Linked DNA regions of Sus scrofa: region 2 is linked to region 1. Evidence: chromatin contacts called from public promoter capture Hi-C data. All regions are on one chromosome and are shown on one strand. Each heading gives the region's core, a stretch centred on a gene start, on an enhancer-like site or on the middle of the called end of the contact. The rest is flanking DNA. Distances are from core to core; before and after follow the strand shown.

Evidence for each region. Promoter capture Hi-C pulls out the DNA fragments that hold promoters and counts their contacts.
Region 2: a promoter capture Hi-C map of liver shows a contact between it and region 1, with 2.8 times the contacts expected there. The contact joins the promoter of CEP120 here to the promoter of PRDM6 in region 1. A contact is called at or near these places in 1 of 5 promoter capture datasets (liver) and 1 of 47 Hi-C or Micro-C datasets (embryonic fibroblasts).

What each region holds. Positions count from the first base shown.
Region 1 is chr2:126,604,172-126,606,912 of Sscrofa11.1, forward strand. It overlaps PRDM6 (putative histone-lysine N-methyltransferase PRDM6), which reads left to right and starts at 1,479. Exons shown (of 7, transcript XM_021084685.1): 1 at 1,479-2,741. The coding sequence starts at 2,374.
Region 2 is chr2:126,928,619-126,931,380 of Sscrofa11.1, forward strand. CEP120 (centrosomal protein of 120 kDa) reads right to left here and starts at 1,499. Exons shown (of 21, transcript XR_002341873.1): 1 at 1,252-1,499; 2 at 921-998.

The DNA.
Region 1 (2,741 bases), core at 229-2,728:
CCTGGAACTTCGTCCTCTCCTCGGGATGGAGTTGTTCGAGGCTCGCGCCCGCGGAGACTGCCTGGTTAGCCTCGGGGTCCCTCGCGATGTTTGCCTTTAACTTCGGTACTATCAATCTATCCAGGGATGACTGATGACCTTGTCACAACGACGCCAGTCAAAACAGTTTCGGCCCAACTCTGTTCCAAGTAGCACCGAGGCATCCTGCGTGAGACCCGAAAAAAGTCGAAATAGCTCGTTTCCCAGGCTCAGACGAAATGAGTGGTGGGAAGACAAAAAGAAACAAGCAGAAATCAGGAAAGAATGACTATTAATTGTTCAGAGTGGCAGGTACTAAATAAATTGGTTTGTTTGGGGAAAGGCAAATGTTATTTCTTCCCTTTGAGGTGTGGACAGAACTCTGGCGATGAGAAAGCGCCTGAGCCGGTCAATTTCACACAGCCGGCTTGCGTCTTCCGCTCACCGACTTACGAAAACATCTGGAAGAGGTGGAGGTGGGTGTCTAATTCGTGGGTGTGAGACCTGCGAATGCGAGACACCTGGAGTGTGAGACCCAATGCAGACACCTGGAAGGGCTGCAGCGGCCCAAGGCGCCCGGAGTAGGTAAGGTAGGGGCGGGGCTGCTCTCTCAGGCTGCACGTCGGGCGCCAGGTTTTGAGTTGAAAGACCTATGCATGGTCCTCTGGGGGCAGCCCCAGTTAGCCAAAGGCAAACAAGCCTCGCCTGTATCCGGGTGCAGTTGTACCACCAGACCTAGCTCTGGATACTTGCCTCTCAACGCCAAAAGGGAGAAGGAGCGAGCTCCCCAGGAAGAGTGGGTGGGCGAGCGCTGGGCGGTGTGAGACTCCATTACAGCCCTCTCCCAGTCCCGCCGCCAGGCTTGCATCCCGCTAGGATCAGCGCCCTTTAGAGACCCTCGGTCTCACACCTCCCAGCTCAGCAAAGCCTGCCTCCGCCACTGCCGACCGAGGGTTTCATTCCAGCGAGCAAGCCGCCCCGCCCCCGACTCCCCCTTCACCCCCCCCACCCCAGGATTGACGTGAGAGGTTGAGTGCCGGGCTAGTCGACCCTAGCACCCAGCAGTACTCCTTGAAAAACTGAGACCCGCAAAAGCGCAAACCCAGTGCCGAGACTTGGTCCACTCGCCGGGCCGCGCACGCCCACCCCGATGCGGACCCCAAACGTGTGCTGAGATGCACTCTGGTTTCTACATTTCCACTGCTTTCAGGACCAGGGCAGTGAGCCTGCACCTAGAAAAGACAAATCATGAGCAGAAAGAGACAACACGCGAATGGAAGACGTCATGCCCCCCTCCCCCAAAAAAGTGGGGGGTGGGAGGGCGGAGGAGGTATTTGTGCAGGAGAGGCGCTCAAACGGTGTGGATACAGCCGAGTTAGAAGTTCCTTCTTTCTCTTCTCCCCTCCCCTCCTTTCTCCTGGCCTGCCTCCCGCCTCCCCTCAATCTCAATCTCTCTCTCTCTCTCTCTCTCTCTCACACACACACACACACACACACACACACACACACTCGTATTTTGTGCTGTCGTAAAACCCACGTGTCCAGCCGGGTGGCTGCCAGAGCGTGGAGCGGTGGAACTGGGACGCGGCAGCGGCCGAGCCCAGCAGCCCGCCGCGGCTCAGTCGGGCGCCCAGGTTCGCCCGTGCTGCCGCGCTCGGCATAACTGTTCTCACGCCCTCCGCAGGCCTCCACGTCCCTGGCTTGCGGCCCCAGAGGGTCCCGGGCGGCGGGATCTCTAGGACTCTGCTCTCGCGCTGCCCAGGGGCATGTAGCGCACCGAAGGCGCACACTCTCCCTCACGCTCACTGAGACACGCGCACGCACCCACCAGCGGCTCGGAGTTTTCAGGTGAGCGTGGCTCGTCCAGGGTTGAGGTTCTTGGGCCCGGGAAATAGGAGGCTGGAGGTCCCGCGCTGGGGGCGGGGGGCGAGACTGTCCCGCCTCCTGGCGCCGGAGGCCAGCACGGCTCAGGCGCTGCGCCACTCCGGCTCTGGTCGGCTCTGAGCGCAGGCAGAGGCCAGGGACTGCGTCCTGCCACCGAGTTCTGTTGGGAAGCGCCCTCTCGCCGAGCTTCGACAGTGTTGGGTGGGCGTTGGGCGGTTCGGGCTGGGAGGCTAGGCAGGGTGCACGCAGCTCCCCTCGTGCAGCGCCGTGGCTTCAGAGTAAACTCTGCGCCCCAGCCGAGTTGGGAGGAGGGAGCTGCCGAACTGGGCTGCCGCCGACGGAGTCAAAGACTCAAACTCTCGCTCCAGGGTTTTGGCGGCCATCCTCCGCGCCCCCTCTCTCACCAGGCCCTCAGCCCTGCTCACGCAGACCCTCTTCTTTGCCCTCTGCCCCCAGCTTGAGGCGTCGGACATGCTGAAGCCCGGAGACCCCGGCGGATCGGCTTTTCTCAAAGTGGACCCAGCTTATTTGCAGCACTGGCAGCAACTCTTCCCGCACAGCAGCGGCGGCCCGCTCAAGAGCGGCGGCGCCGTGGGTCCCCTGGGCGCGCCGCAACCTCTCCAGCCGCCGCCGCCACAGGAGCGCGCCGAGGCCCCGCCGGACAGCCTGCGTCCGCGGCCCTCCTCGCTCTCCTCCGCCTCCTCCACTCCAGCTTCCTCCTCCACCTCGGCCTCGTCCGCCTCCTCCTGCGCTGCTGCCGCCGCCGCCGCCGCGGCGCTGGCTGGTCTCTCGGCCCTGCCCGTGGCTCAGCTGCCGGTGTTCGCGCCTCTGGCCGCCGC
Region 2 (2,762 bases), core at 249-2,748, 320 kb after region 1:
CCACCATGACAATCCCCAGCCATTCCTCTATCTCACTACTCAAGATGACTCCTTCTTGTCCTGTTATTCATAACTCACCCTCAATTTACCTATCGACTCTCTCCATTTTGCTGCATCCTGCTCTCAACCTCACTGAATTAAAGCAAACAGAAGCAAGCCTTGCTTTACTACACCTTAAATGCCACCGGCTCTTCCTTTTGCCTGGAATGCCCTTCCTTCCTTTTTCCACTTGACGAATTCCTAATCATCTTTTAGGACCCGAATAAACTCCATCTCCTCTAGGAAACCTTTCCCAGCTTGCCCAGGCAAAAGAGACCATACCCACACCCTGATGCATTATTTGAATGATTTGTTGCTCTTCATGCTACACCTTTAGCTTTTAGAACCAGGACTGGTTTACAGGCTCAGCGCACTGCCTCACAGTCAGTGAGATGCCTAATAAACAAATGTCACTCCTTCGACAAATCAAACTTTAAGGCATGCAAGTGTAACAGACCCTCCTGACAACTGTCTTCTAAGGCCCCCATCGACTTGTAAAGAGAAACTTGTACTAGAGTGAAAGCAAAATTTTCACCAATGGTATTACCGGGAAGTCGCTGAACAGATCGTGCTTTCCAAGCACACTTTCAGCTCATAATATCAAAGTCACATACACGCTGCTTCTGATGCAAATCGTTTTGCCAAGATCCTCTGGGGTCTATGGCTAGTCACGCTATATATCACCGATCTCTAACAGCGCTCATATTCCCTTGAGGGATTTTTAAATCAATTGCCTAACGGACCTCACTACGTACAACTCTGAACAAGTCTCTGGGGGCCGCACAAGCCAGGGTTCCTAAGGTTAACAAAGCCTCGGCCCCGCACTACTCTGTTAAAATTCTGGAAGCAGCAGTTGCAAAAGCAGGTGCCGGGCCACTCACCTTCGAGGATGGACACGACGATGAGCAGTTGGTCGGACTTGGAGACCATGGTCGCGGTCGGCGGCCCACAGGCGGGGTCTGCTGGGAGGAAGAGGGGCCCGGGTGAGCTGCAGGTAGCCCGCCACCCACGGCAGGGCTCTGGGTGAGGCTTCCGTCGCCCGCCCGTGGCCCCAGACGCCCGGACCCAGCTCTGCGGCCCGCTTGTAGCGCGCCCGGCTTCCCGTCCCCAGGCTGACAGTCCACCCGCAACCGGGCCCCGACAGAAGACAAAAGCCACTCAGCAGCCGGCTGGGCCAGTCTGCAGGGAGAGGGGAGCCCGCCGCCTGAGCACCTTTTGCCGCCCGCGTAGCCGCTTTTCAAACGCCCGGGCAGCCGCCGCGGCCGCCACCGCGCCCCGCTTCCGCCTAGCAACCAGGCCCGCAGGCCCTGCGCGCAGGGGAGGCTGGAGGACAAAGGGTGATAGAGACCAGGGCAGTCGAAGATAGAACGCCCCTTAGCCGGCTTCCCTTCCTGGCCTTTTACGCTACGTTCCAGAGGTCTCGGGAGAAGACTAGCCATTACCTCACAGCGCCCCCTGCTAGCCGGATGGGGGAAAGCGGGCGATTTGGTGGAGAACAACTGCGCAGGCGCACTACTGCAGTAAACACTTCCTGAAGTTCCCCTGGGAGGAACGTGAATGCGCTGTATTCTCTGCTTTATGCCCTAAACAACCTGGAAATTGTATCAGTAGTCATTAAAGGAAAAACAAACAAACAAACAAAAACAACAATTAGGTCTGTTCAGGTCCCAAGTATCAACACTGCTTAGAAGTTAAGTTACAGAGCAATAATAATTTACATCTGAACTCTGAAATTGCTAAATTGTCCTCGCGCTGCAGCTCAAGTTTCCACGCCTTATAAACAAGTAGCGTCAATACGGTAATTACTGTAACGTTGGCAGTGACGTAAGCTCTCTGAGAATTTCCTGTGCTTTAGAAATTACCCTAAAACAAAAACATTGTCACGTGGGCAGTGAAATTAAAGGTATAGGGTTTTCTAACCCCGGACCACAAAGTAACTAATTAGCAAAATCAAGACCAGAAATTAAACAAGGCTGACAACCGACATTTTCCCTTTTCCACCCTTCTCCCCCTAAAACTTCAGGCATTATTTTAGAGAAGATTAAAAATCTTTTGGAGGTCACCTAGTTTGAAATTGGATCTTGGACGAGATAGGTGGGAGGGAAGAGGAAGAGAGTACAATTTCTCCTTCCCCACCTCCACCTCTGCTTTGTGCAGGGAGCTGGAGACCATACTAGATTACTTCTAAGACCCTTTCAGGGCATTCCCTGGTGGCCCAGCCGTTAAGGACGCAAGGCTGTGGCTGGGGGTTCAGTCCCAAGCCAGGGAACTTCATGCTGGGAGACCCAAAAAAAGAGGAGTTCACTCGCCTTGTGACTCAGTGGAAACTACCCCACCTAGTATCCACGAGAATGCGGGTTCCTTCCCTGGCCTGGCTCAGCGGGGTAAGCATCCAGCGTTGCTGTGACCTGTGGCATAGGCTGGCGACTACAGCTCCACTTGGACCCTAGCCTGAGAACTTCTATATGCTGTGCTGCCCTAAAAAGAAAAAAAAAAAAAGTGGAAGAATCTAAATCCTTTTCAGGACCCTTCAGAGGCCTCCCTGAGTGAAATAACACATTATGCCATATAAAATCAAAATAATGATCTACTTTGGGTTCATTGTTGAATGATACATTCTTTTGAGGAAAATATCAGACTCGAAAGTAGATAGAATAATGTAATGAACCTGTAGGTACCCACAACACAGCTCCAACAATTATCAGCTTAAAACCAATCATCTT